Regions from separate parts of the Mus musculus genome. Here region 2 is linked to region 1. Evidence: chromatin contacts called from public Hi-C data. All regions are on one chromosome and are shown on one strand. Each heading gives the region's core, a stretch centred on a gene start, on an enhancer-like site or on the middle of the called end of the contact. The rest is flanking DNA. Distances are from core to core; before and after follow the strand shown. Region 1 holds the start of Baalc (brain and acute leukemia, cytoplasmic). Region 2 overlaps Fzd6 (frizzled class receptor 6).

The links. Hi-C and Micro-C count contacts between places; a contact is called where the count stands out from the background.
Region 2: a Hi-C map of uterus shows a contact between it and region 1, with 3 times the contacts expected there. The contact joins the enhancer-like site here to the promoter of Baalc in region 1. A contact is called at or near these places in 2 of 39 promoter capture datasets (epiblast stem cells and macrophages), 3 of 484 Hi-C or Micro-C datasets (nephron progenitors, trophoblast stem cells and uterus), 3 of 115 datasets of contacts at active chromatin or transcription factors (embryonic stem cells, extraembryonic endoderm stem cells and neural progenitor cells) and 3 of 9 other capture datasets (adipose tissue, liver and pancreatic islet).

Annotation. Positions count from the first base shown.
Region 1 is chr15:38,929,664-38,936,358 of GRCm38.p6, reverse strand. It overlaps Baalc (brain and acute leukemia, cytoplasmic), which reads right to left and starts at 2,450. Exons shown (of 2, transcript NM_080640.6): 1 at 2,283-2,450. The coding sequence starts at 2,450.
Region 2 is chr15:39,022,561-39,029,239 of GRCm38.p6, reverse strand. Fzd6 (frizzled class receptor 6) reads right to left here. Exons shown (of 7, transcript NM_001162494.1): 3 at 3,378-3,574. Among named protein-coding and RNA genes, the nearest start is that of Gm7194, 16 kb to the left of the region's middle. Within about 2 kb of position 3,244, at least 6 of the 459 cell types and tissues checked have an H3K27ac peak or open chromatin away from gene starts, as enhancers often do. A contact at or near this core is called in uterus, where this site is marked.

The DNA of each region.
Region 1 (6,695 bases), core at 1,201-3,700:
GGGAGATGGTTCATAGCTTAATAAACCCAACGCACGCTGAAAATGTAGGTTGCAGTGCCACAGTTCACCGTGGGCTATCAGCTGGTTCCTTGGTGATCTCCAGGATGACCGAAAGCCATTATTCTGTCCACTGTCAATGTAAGAGAAGGTGGCACTGCAGGTGCGAGGAAGAGGTCCCAACTTGAAATTAGAATTGTGATATCCAAAGTGTACGTGTTGTTTTCTCACCATCGTAAAATTGCAGCTTTGAACTTTGACCCTCCAACTGAAAGACCCACACGTGAGGACTCCCCCATGTTCTGACTCAGGTGAGGCAACACCCCAAATCACTCACGCTATCTCGTGACTCGGGTGGGGGTATCCCCACGGAGGTCTTTCACTACCTTCATCTTCTCAGTACTCCCATTGCCCACTGGGGATTAACTCCAAGGGTTTGTGCTGTTAGGAAAACACTTTACCCACTGAGCTATGGCCCCATGCCCTGCGTTGTGATGCTCTGATCCACCAGGTTCATCTCCATCACGTATATGGTACTATCTGTGCCATACAGTGCATGCCTTACTTCCCTTGCCTATAAAATGGTCATGATGCTGTTGGGAGGATTCCAAAGCCTAGAGGGCCTAAGAGCTAGCACCCTTTTAAGTGCAAAACACAACTTTGAAATGATGGGTGAGGAGGGCAGAATGTGGCACAAGGAAAACAAGCATGTAGATCAAGCTGTTTCCAGGTAACTGCCATCTCTCCACTATAACACATTCTGTGTCTCAAATATGGAGAGAAGGATTAGGAGACAGACATCTGGACCTTCTCTAGAACACTCAACCTCGTGAACATGGTTCTGTGGACCCCAAACTGCCTTGCACTCTGTCAATGATGACTGGGTCTCCTGAAAGTCAGCTGATGCACAAAGTAGACAATACAAGACCCTTCCATCTCCCTTCCCCAGCTAGCCTTTGGGCTCCATTAGCATTCCACTTAATGAGGTCATTGTGTTGTGGGCCCAGCTATCATGTTTGTCCCTCCTTCCCATTGTTCTTTGTATCGCAGTCTATAAGAGGAGGCCCATCTGTCTGTTCCTTTGGATATTATTTTATTTCCACTATATGTTTAAGAAACCTGAGATTCTGAAAGATTGACTCTACAAGTCTCCTCGGGTAATGAACTTTGGAGACAAATTTGAAACTGGTTTGCTGATCAAAGCCACTGAAAGCAACTTAATGATGTGAAAAGGAATTCCATCGCAAAATTCTTGCAAACGATAAGCTTTGTTACACAGTGAAATGGAATAAAATTGGTCACCTCGGGGTTTAGCTAGTTTTCATTCTTCCCCATGGCATTGTATGCTATTTAAGGTCCATGTACATGTTTACAATGTCTTTGCTGTAACGGAAAAACTTGATCCTTGTCTTCATCTACACAAAACAATGCTTTTGTGATCTATCAACTCAGAAAAAGAAAGTGCTTTGGGAAATAAACTACCATGTAAGGGACTGATCAGAAGAAAAAACAAAAAGAATACCATCACTAGGTAGGAAACTGTGCCCTCGGGATGCAGGAGGCCAGAGCTGGGACAGGTGGGATCAGTGGGTTCTGAACCTTCAAGTAAATGGTGGACTTCAGGGAAGATGAGGAAATTGGAGGAGGAAGGAGAGGAGGAGAGGAAGAGGAAGAAGAAGGAGAGGAGGAGAAGAGGAGGAGGAGGAAGAGACTGCAGAGTCTCCAATTGCTCAGAGCTTTCATTCTGGGCTGCAGCCCTCACTCCCCCAGCCCTACCCCATGGAGGAGCCAGGCACAGCAGGAGAACCTCTGGGAAGTAAGGGATCAAAGGATGCCAGCCTGGTCCAGGACCGCATCCAGCCTTCTTTCAAACAGCAAGCTTTCTGGTGATGCTGGTATGATATTTTACAAGAGTCACCCTTGAAGACCCTTGCACTGACCAGCTGATTAGAGGGTATGAGGTACAATGCCAATTTTGTTTCCTTCCGCTGGCTTTGCTGCCTAACACAAGGAGACTTTTGGACAAAGCTGTGTACCTGAACCAACACACATTTCCTCCAGAGGGCAACTCTCTAGGACTCGTTTCTATAAGTTAAATAAAACTCAACAGCCCACAAGGAAAGGATTAAAATGGCATTTGCAGTAAGTTTTTACATTGAGTGGTGGAAAACCTCGATTCCCGAGGTCCCGAGGTCTTCCTTCCCTGGACACAGTGCTGGTGGTCCCGATTTGTAAGTTCCACCCCTGTTCTCCATCCCCAGTTGATGTTGTAGTTTTGACCCTACCTCTGTGGCCCAGAGGCCATTCTGTTTCTGGGTCAGAGGGCCTGAGCTGAGGTTCTGTGAGTTGGGACATTGGGTCCCACAGTTCATCTTCTTCTCTGGGTTGGCTATTCCACCCGGGGCTGCAGGTCGGAGCACCCCGTTAGAGGACAGTCCGTCTTCCAGCACACCTGGGGAGGCAAGGAGAGAATGGCACCAGAGGCTTGCAAATGGCAGCTGTTACAAGCAATCCCAAGGTGGCAAAGAAAGGGCAGCTAATAGCAAAAGGTGGCCTCAAGTTCCACCTGGTAAAGCTATCTTTTCCTGTAAGAATACGTGTGTTTTTACGTTAAAAATAAGATTTAAAAATAGCTTTGTAGCTTGAAGTTTTCACTTAACACATTGATGGCAACTTTTCCACATTATTAAACACTCGGCCATGTTATTTTTTACACGTCTGCTGGTCGTACGAACAAGCAATCATTTAACCAATGCCCTCTAACTGGATATTTGTTTCCACGTTCTAATGCTAGATGTTACTGGAATAACATTCCTTTTGATTAATAATTTTATTCCTAGTGGTTCTCTGGGATAAATTCCTAGAAGTAAGGTCACTCTCTTGACGGTTACACAAAGATAATTTTTCCTAGTCTCCACCTATTGGACTGAGCAAGTGTGTCTCCCACAACAAATGCCAAGAAACACAGAACTTCAAATAAATGACCTCACTAAAAAGCAAAAGGAGGACAAGATGGGAATTCAGGACACACAACAAGTACCTGATTTGTAGGAGAAAAAGGCCCAGGGATCAAAGAAGGGATCTGCCAAATGAGCGGAGAGAAGCCAGCCAGATGCCACAGGAGTTACGGGCATGAGGGAACAGCCAGAGAGGCCATCCCTTTTCCTCCACCAGCCTAGTCTAGATGGCCGTCCACCATCTGGGACTTGGCTCACAACAGGAAGCTGTACCCAGGGGCCTTGAATTTCACTTGTATGACTCAAATTCAAAAATAAAATGACTAAGAGTGTCAAGACAGTGTTCACTGAGCTTTGAATTTGAGCCAGGCCCTTTCTGAGCCCAGGAGGTCCTGGGCTCATGACTGCAGCTGATTTGCTGAAAGTGACCAGCCAGTCTTTTGTATAGGCTACACTTCTGGGTAACAGAGGGAAATGTAGTTTACTTTGTCCTTTTTCTGTATTTTCACATTTTGGTAAGAAATACAAGCTAGATTCACACAACAGAAACACGGGGTTTGTGGCTGACCTTTTGGGGTACCCTCTTAAGCAATCTAGAAAGGTTACATATGGCAACGATCCCTGGCTGGCCTCATTTTTTTAGCTTGCTATCAGAACATCTCAGCTTATAGGCCAGGCTCGGTAGGCTAGTCGGTAAGCACTTAGCTGATTGTGTGAGTCATAAGTTAAGAATGTAACCAACATGGCTAAAGAGAGGATTGTGAGGAAGAGACAGCTGGTGCTAGGCCATAAATAATGCTTACCCTGTCTGTGTCAGACATCGTTAGAGCCTTTGTGCATGTTGCCCCTTTAACCCTCACAGGAGCCCTGTGAACTAGGAACCATGATCCATGCTCAGTGACTAAAGTAGCCCCTGCATTGATGCTGGGTGCCATCTGCTTATCTGTTGCTTACCACTCTCTTCCTACTCCAGCCTGGGGTGGGGGACTTGCCCTTACTGTAAAGGAGGAGACATTGAAGTCTAATTCTAGACCTGTGCTTTTCTGAGGCTTGGGGTACAAGCAAGTGCTTCCTCCTAGTAAAACTCCCAAGCAGGCTGCTCTCAACCTTAGTGCTTAGGAAACCCATTAATGGTGTCTTAAAATGCAAATCCTGACATCCATTGGCCCAGATTTCTGATTCAGTAGAGACTCAGGAACATGGATTTCTGAAAGTCCCCCTAGATTCTGAGGCAGAGGACTTTAGAGACTGCACAGGATCCTTATATTATGATCATAGATGTAGCTGCTACATACAGATCTCCATCTAACAGATTAATGCTCTTGCTTATTCTGAGGGTTATGGGCAAAATGCTTATCTTTATTTGTCTCACAGTGGATTCTGGAAAAGCATCATAAACTGAGATAAATTTGCCAGCTCCTTAAAATTTGCCTGCCCCTAGAGAGGCAACATCCTAATGTGAACATCTTCCACAAAATTTCCATCCCGGAGACAAACCAAATGACTGACTTTGTCAAAAGCTGGGAAACAGACATGCCGCTGCTTGATAAACTGCGACCAGTGGCTTCTTGCCAAAGCTTCTGGCTATTTTAGAAATGAAGCCGAGTAGGAGGGCAGACTGCAGAAGTTTAAAATGGTAGCTGGCAGCCACATGCAGAACAAGTTTGCTCCTCAACCTCAGCACCTTGCTATCCCTGGTGAAGGTGATCAGAAAGTCTGTCCAAAGTCATAAAGAAATGGCTGCAAGTATTTTCCCTCAATGAACGAAAATCGAAGTGTAAGAGGTTGGTAACATGTTTGAGAAGAATCTCTGATGTTACATCAGAGGGAACCCTGGCTCATGAAGCCCTGTCTAGGCTCAGATCCAGAACACATGCCCAGTGGTAATTTTGTCTGAATTAAGATATAAATTAAATTATTAGTACTCAACCACTTACTGAGAGTTTGTCTTCTAATTTTCAAAATGAACCAGAATAGGATGTCTGACTGACATTTCTTTAGTCTAATGAATAACTGCAGATTGCACTAATGTGTAATAACATATGTGGTCATTTGCACCACTACATTAAATATACTAACAACATATTGAGTAACTCTTGCATTCATGGACAAGGATACCAAAATACTCCAAAAGGAAAAAATAATTTCTCAACAAATGTACTAGAGAGCTACATGCAAAAGAATGGAATGAATCTTCTATCTCACAACCTACACAAAAGATAAATCACAAAGAACCAAAGATCTAAGTGTAAAAGCTAAAACTGTTAAACTTTTCTTTAAAATATAAATGGCAAATATTTATGATATTAAGTCAGGCAATGATTCCTTAGAAATGACCCAAAAGCACAATCAAAAACAGGAAAATCCATAGTTGGATATCATCAAATATAGAGATCATGAAGAAAAGATAATCCATAGGATAAAAGAGGACTTTTGAAAATTATTTCTCTGCTAAAAAAAACTCTTGCAACTGAATAATGAAAAAAATAAATGGCTCAATTAAAGTATGAGGAAAGGATCTAAATAGACATATACACAAAGAAGATATGCACATGGCCAAGAATATCAGAAATACAAGAGGTTACCAAGATGAGTGTGAAAAATCACACTTTTTTTAAAAAAGGAAAAATTGTTGAAAATGTAGAGACTTGGGAATCCCCTGCAACGTTGCTGTGCCTGGGAACGCTCACTCTCTTTCCCTCAGTCAGGCTCACAAAAAGGTAGACACAGACCACGGGCCAGCAAGGCCACTTCCACCTACACACCAAGACAAATGAGAGCACACAAACGTGCACACGAGTGTTTGTAAGGGTTAGTCTTGACTGCCAATTTAATGGGATTTAGAATTCCTGTGGGAACAAATCTCTGGGCTTGCCCTGTGAGGTGTTATCTAGATTAGCTCAGATAAAGAAGGAACCTCCACCATAATGTAGGTTGAACCACTCCATGGACTAGGATCTTGAGCTGATTAAAAAGGAGACCTTGAGCCAATCACACACATTTATGACTCTGTCTCCTGAATGCAGACAGTAAGTAGTATGTCTGATTGTTCTCTGTTCTTACTTCTGTGCCTCTTGCTTCTTTGGACTGCATCCCCAAATTGTTGAGGTTTGCTCTTTTGCTATGTATTGTAATGCTAATACTGGCCCACAAGGCCTTGTGTATTGCCACCAATGTACCTTGATCCTTAATTTAAAACCACTGCTTGAATGAAGATGCTGACTGCCCATAGCTGGGCAGAAGAGGGATAGGTGGGATTTTGGTTCCTGGGCTTGCAGCTGGAGCAGAGACCACAAAGATGAGGAGGAGAGAGAGAAGGTGGAGGGAGGAGAAGACACCATGGGGTAAGTGAGTCATGAAAACATGGCCAGGGCTAGCCAACTGGATTTAAGAGAAGCCCAGATAACATGGCCAATTATAATTCAGGGTAATTGATGGGGAAGGAGATTCTAATAGCTTAGAGGGTAGATATCTGCCCATCTCTAGTGCATTAAAGGATTAATATAAATATAAAGGTTATATGTATTTTATCTGGGAACTGAATGGTCAAAGGTGGAGTAGAAACCCCAGAATGAAATTAAATAGTTTTTACAACACAAAATAAATCCCTCTGTTCTTCCCTAATTGCTTGAGTCAGGTAGGTATATTGTCTCAGCAATAAGACAAGTAACTCACACAATGTTTGTGGCAGTGTTATACCTAGTAACTGAAAAGCAGAAAAAAACCAAACATCCCACCAGC
Region 2 (6,679 bases), core at 1,995-4,494, 92 kb before region 1:
GCCCTTAGTGCTAAGATAACATGTATGTACCACCATACCTGGCTTTCAAAATCTATTTTCTTACTATGAACTATAACTGCAATTGGTCAAACCTACAAAATATTAATCACATTAATCACATTTATTCACTGTCATAGAAAGGGCCAGGCAGAATAACTGAGGTGAAAAAAGTGTATTCCTGAGATTCTTATATATAATAAAGACAATTTTACCCTGCCCAAATATTACAGTAATACTGGTGTGAATTACAGGCAGATGTGAGCCACCCGGTGTGGATGCTGGGAACGAAACCCCAGTCCTCTGCAAGAGTACTACATGTCACAACCATTGAGCCATCTCTCCAGCTCCAAAGTGTGTCAGCTCCAAAGTGTGTCTTCTTGAAAACAGGACAGGCACACAGAAAAAGGGTGGCTATGAAAATAAGGGAAAGAAAGAGCAAGACAAGCCAGATCCCAGGACCCTTGCACTGTGGTGAGTAGGCTGTGCTGCAGGGAAAGGCAGGTGAGCAAGAAAGGATGGGGAGAAAGGTACAGAGTTAGAAGAGGCACTGACAAACTCTCAAGAGAGTGCCCAGAGCCACGACTTTGCTGTACAGTTCTGGCATAAAATGTGTGCCTGGGCCTTGACAAGCTGGGGAACCTGCTTCCGCCAAGAACTGGGTTGCTTTTCTGCTTGTTCCAAAGCAAAGGCACTTGGCAGGGAAGAGGCACCGTCCTGGGGTCTGAGAGCCTAAGGTGTGCCATTGTTCCAGTGTCCCAAAGGCAAACAGAAGCGCCTGTGTAGCTGTCAAATCCTTCAGCAGGCCAGGACCCGGGCTCTAGTCAGAGACTCTCTTGCTTTTGTATTTGCAAAATAAGATGCTATCAGACTGTGAAGACTGTTTTTACATCTAGGAAGAAGTTAGAATATTTGTAGTAATAAAATGGAGTTTAAAAAGAAGTGTTCGTCTGCTTTACAGAAGTGAGAAATGGTTTGATTTGGGGTTTATATAATTTCTTTAAAAATGGAGATTCCACTTCCTATGGCAATGTATCAAGTAGTCCCAACACAAAACAAATTTGACTTGGTGTAAGAAAACAATGTTTGTTCTCAACAAAATCCAACTTTACAGAGTATAACTCCAAAAAGGGGGAAATGTCAGCTTAGGGACCAGTGCATGATTCTGGGAGTCATGACCCCTCCTGCTTTGACACAATCCCACCAAGAGCAAACATCTTGCCCACAGATGTTACCGTCAAGAACACCTAGAATTTACTGATTTCATTTTCCTGCCACTAAGCTGTAAGACCCCTGATGATGGGAATTCTTTTCTGTGGCATCTTTGGTGTGTATGACAGGACAGACACACAGTAAGAACGCAGTGAGTGGGTACAGATTCAAATGTCCCCCTGTTCCCTCAAGCTGCCACCCTTAGTGATCTGAGCATACTGTGGACATATCAGTAAACTCTGGCTGCTTAGCTCTCTTCCCCAGTCATGACCCCTAGCCACGTTGGCTGTCTCTAGTTATGACACAGGAATCAACTCAGGTATCCTGTCCCTGGTCTGTAAGCTCAGATTTTACAGTGTGTTTATCAGAAACCATCTGCAATGCTTCTTTATACCTCACTGGGACATCCCATTTCTACATGACAATCCTTTAATTTTTCCACCTCAGTCCTCATCCATTTAAAACAGTCGCAGACTAAATTAGTGCTGAGACAACCCCCTTCTCAGTTTTCTTTCATCCTACTCTTCTTCCTATTATTTACTTTATGAGCATGAGTATTTTGTCTCAATGTTTGTATGTGTATCCTGTGCATGCCTGGTGACATCGCAGGCTAAAAGAAAGCATCAGATTTCCTGGAATTGGTCTAATGGGTGGTTGTGAGCTGACATGTGGGCACTGGGAATTGAACCTGAGTCCACTGCAAGCCATCTCTCCAGCCCCTCATATTATCTTTGCACTGTATCCATCTGAACTTCAACCACAGATAAACCCAAATATCTACTTCCCAAATATACAGGCCCAAGTATCCCACCACTGTTGCCACATGTTTCAACAGACCAGAGTGTGCACTACACCCTCAGGATCACCCACATTACCTGAAGGGTTAGTGCCTCTACACACTCTACACACCTGTCACTTCTCAAATGTACAGACTCAGCAGGATGCAGTGCAGACGCCAGCTATTCCCAATAGGATTCCTTTAGGCCCCTTGGTGACCACATGATCCTCCTACTCTGAGCCATCCTGACCTCCATCCTCGCTACAGTGGAGGACCCTACTAGCTACCCTGCGCTCGGGATCCTGTGTTCTCCTCAGACAACTTCTAGGGACTGTCTCCTCTACCTTCTATCTGCCTGCCTTTCCCTTGATCCTGAAAGTTCTTAGTCAGTCCTTGCTCCTTTATTCCTTACTAAACCTGTCCAGTACGACCCCAACCACAGACAAACTCCACTGTCTGTCTCCTATCCTTCGCCCCACCACTTTAGTAAAAGTGAAGGCTCCCCGAGAGTGGCCCGTCGGACACTTCCTCACCACTGGGTCCCTCCCTCTGTTCTGGACACACATTCATTTCCCACTTTCCTTATTAGTTCAATTGGGACCAAATGATTGACATCTTGACAAACAAACTCAGAGGCTGTTGAGGTGAGCTCTGTATCTTCCCTCACTTCCTCCTCAGCAAAGCTAGAAAATGAGGTGGCCTGGAGTCCTGAGACAAACTGCCATGAAGAGCTTTTCAACAACCCTCATGAGACAGTAGTATGAGTGCCCTGTTCTACACAGAGGCCATTCCCACCCTCACACACCTGTGAGCTCACTGCTCTGAGCAGGAAGTCATGCTAGATGGAGCTGAGGGGCCTGACCGTTGCTTGCACCACAGCTTTTCTTACGCGTGCTGCTATAGGTACACTGCCTTGCTGTTTTGTTCTATTTTCTTTTTGAGGCGAGGTCTCACGCTACAGCCTAGACTGGCCTTGAGCTCTTGACCTGCCTAGCACAGCCTCCTGGGCACTGAGATGTAGGCATGCCCCACCTTGCTCAGTTTCTCACAGGTCGAGCTCACTCATATCACAAGGTATCTGGACAAGCTGTTCTTGTTGCCTGCAGTGTTCGTCCCCTCTCCATCACCTAAGTAACTCAGCCTTATCTTCCATTCTTTAGCTCAACAGTCAATCCTCTTGACCACTCCCCATCCCAGTGTAGGCACCAGTACGTTCTCGTATGGCTAACCAGAAGTCTACGGTGCTCACCCCCACCGTGCCTACCTATGAGGGTGGAGCAAATACCATCAGTCAAACAGAGTGAGTCGTAAGTTGACGCGCTAACAATACTAAAGTGCCATTTGTCTTTAGTATTTGTAGTTTTCATTCTCACTGGAAAGAATCACTTACCTGTTACATTCAAGTTCTTCAGGCCATCGGATGCCAAAAGTGTCCATTAGTTTTTTGCAATCAGAAACTATTTTCTCACACAATTTCCGACAGGGTAGAACTACATGAATTTGCTCTGTGCAGGTTGGTATAAAAGCTTGGCAAAGGAACATTTCAATGTTTGGTGAACATTCTAGATTTGCAAGATGCAGAAAGTGCTATTAAAAAAATAGAGAGATCCAGTTAGGAAAATGTTAATCATAAATGCTTAAAGAGAATACTTTTTCACCTACCTTCGAAATGAGTCTTAAATTCTCTTTCAATGTGTTTAAATTTTGAGGTAGTAACACTTTCTGTTAAATTTATGTATGAGCTCCTCATACAAGATGGAAATTATGATGTTATAGGATGTACCTTTTTCAAGAAGTCATGCTTTGTCATTGTTCATGCATCCCATCTGCACAGACATTCATTATTCAGTTATATTTAATATTTATAAGAGATGCCATGGGGTAGCAGACACCACTCTAGGCCCTGAGGATGCAGCAGTGAACAGAATAGTCAGAGGTCCTTCTTCCTTTAATTTAATCCTAGTGGGAAGGGTAAACGTTAAGAAACACATGGTATCTAATGACGTTGTAGATATAGGTAGGGACAGTAAAGGGTGGAACATGACAGAATCCTTTAGATGGGAGTAGAGGATGCCTGTGCAGCTATTCTGACAGGAGAGCAGAATCAGTGAGGTCAGAAGAAATGGCTGGCAGAGTGGAGGACAGCGGGTGCCACTGCATGTGACAGCCACCACCCGAAGCCCAGTGGTAAATTCCGGTATTTGCTCTATTTACATCACCAACCGCCACAACTCCAGTTTCTGAAGATTTTTCCTTTGGTTTTAGAGGACACTAACTCTTCTGGATGTCACCTCATTGCTGCTCTTCTGATCTTCTTACTTCTAAGCAAGGGAAATGCCCTAGAGCATAGATCCCGAAACACTCCCGCCAGAACACTGCTCCAGGAAAAACCACCAGCCCCATTTCTCTGTGCACTCCACATGTGAACATCTGCTTCCTGACAACTTCATTTGTCACCAACAACACCTCACACTCCGTCCGTCTGTCTACCACACTCAGCCCTGGTACTCCAAACAGTCCCACGGTTATCCATACCTCACGGTGCTCAAGCTGCTCAGGCCGCGGACCTTGGGACCCAACCTCTACCCTTTCCTTTCACATTATATCCAGTCCATCAACAAATCTTGCGATTCTCCCTTCACAAGATATATTTCGAATTTGACCATTTGCCACTGCTGCCACCCAGTCAAAGGCACCGTATCCTTCCTGGCCCACTGAAAGCCTCCTGTGGGTCTCACTGCATCCCACGCTTGCTAAACTTACATCCACCACTCCATAGTTCCACCAATGTGATTATCTGAAACCTAGGTCCAAGGACTCCACCAGACCATGTCAAAGTCTTTACCAAGCCTGCGGGCTTCAAGACCCCAGACCCCACACTGGCTCCAGTCTGTCTTCTGCCACCCGCTCTCCTTTGCTTCTCTTTCCATGCTGCTCCTGCCTTGGGCTTTGCACCCTTCACTCTGCCAGCCATGACTTCTGCTTGCCTTTCACCTGCGCAGGCGGTGAGAGGATTCTGTCATGTTCCACCCTTTACTGTCCCTACCTATATCTACCACATCATTAGATACCATGTGTTTCTTAACGTTTACCCTTCCCACTAGGATTAAATTAAAGGAAGAAGGACCTCTGATTATTCTGTTCGCTGCTGTATCCTCAGGGCCTAGTGTGGTGTCTGCTACCCCATGGCATCTCTTGTAAATGCTAAATATCACGGGATAATGAACGCCTTGCAGATGGAAAGAATGAACAATGACAATGCCAAAACAATCAGACCAGAAAGAAAGAGCACAGCCGCAGTTCCAGGGACGAATATGCAAAGGAAATAATTCTGAACACTTCACATACGTCACATGCCGGAAGGCAATGAAGGAACAATTCTAAAACTCAGATGGAAAGTCACTTTAAAAAAAGAATTCTATATCTAGCCAACTATTTAGGTTACGGTAAAATAATGAGATTTTTGGACCTGGAAAGAATTTTAAAAATTAGCTCTCAAATTAAAAGTAGAATATGTACTGAGAAGGTCCCTCCTGCAGCAGTGGGAACAAATACAGAGACTCACAGCCAGACATTATATGCAGAGAGTGAGAGACCTTGGATAACCAGCCCTATTGGCTGATCCTAATGTCTCCATCAAATCCCTCCTATCAGAAATCAGGGTACCTCAGCAGAGGCAGAGGGGGGGGGGAAGGACTGTAATTCAGAGGAGACAGAGGACACCAAGGACACAAAGTGCCCTGAATCAACAGGATCTATGCACATGTGACCGAACAGAGGCTGGGACAACTTGCACAGGATTACACAGGTCAGTGTCAGATGGCATCCTAGAGCAGAATGGAGAAATGGACACATGTCTCCATCCTAACCCAGAAGCTGTCTCCAATTGATAAGCATCTGCAAAAGAATGTAGTTTCCTCCAAGGGAGTCTCACTAGGGAAAAGAAACCACTCTTAGTGGTGGGCTGTGTGCCCAGTGGTGCATGCCATGGAAACAGAGCGCAACGGTGTCTGTGGAGGCTCCTTGTGCTACACTCTCAGGCTGGCCTTTCCTCTTTCCTGTTTTTCTTTTCATTTTATTTTACTTACATATTTTTCTTCTCTAATTTTACCCTACAGGTCCCTTATATATACATTAGGGCTTCCCGTTTACTGTTTTGATGGGGTTCCTGAGTGTGCAGACAAGTGGGTCACTGTTTCTGCATCTTCTCTTGGACTCTTTTCCTTCTGCTTGTTTTGTTCTACTCGGAAGTGTTAGTTTTGATTTTTATCACATTAAATTATATTCTTATGTTATAATATGTTATATTCTATTTGTTTTCTATTGAGACAGAAAGGGAGTGGATCTGGATGGGAGGGGGGAGGAGCTGGGAGCAGTAGAGAGAGGAGATCATAGTCAAGATATATGATGTGATAGAAAAAAATCTACTTTCAATAAGAGAGGGGGAAAGTAGAGTATGTAGCATACCTAATAAAAACATTGATGAAAATATGAAAAAGGAAAACAACAAAGAAGGATGCATAACTCAAGGATGCAGGACTCTAGGATGCAGGACTCGAGGATGCAGGACTCTAGGATACAGGACTCTAGGATGCAGGACTAGAGGATGCAGGACTCTAGGATGCAGGACTCTAGGATGCAGGACTCTAGGATGCAGGACTCTAGGATACAGGACTCTAGAATGCAGGACTC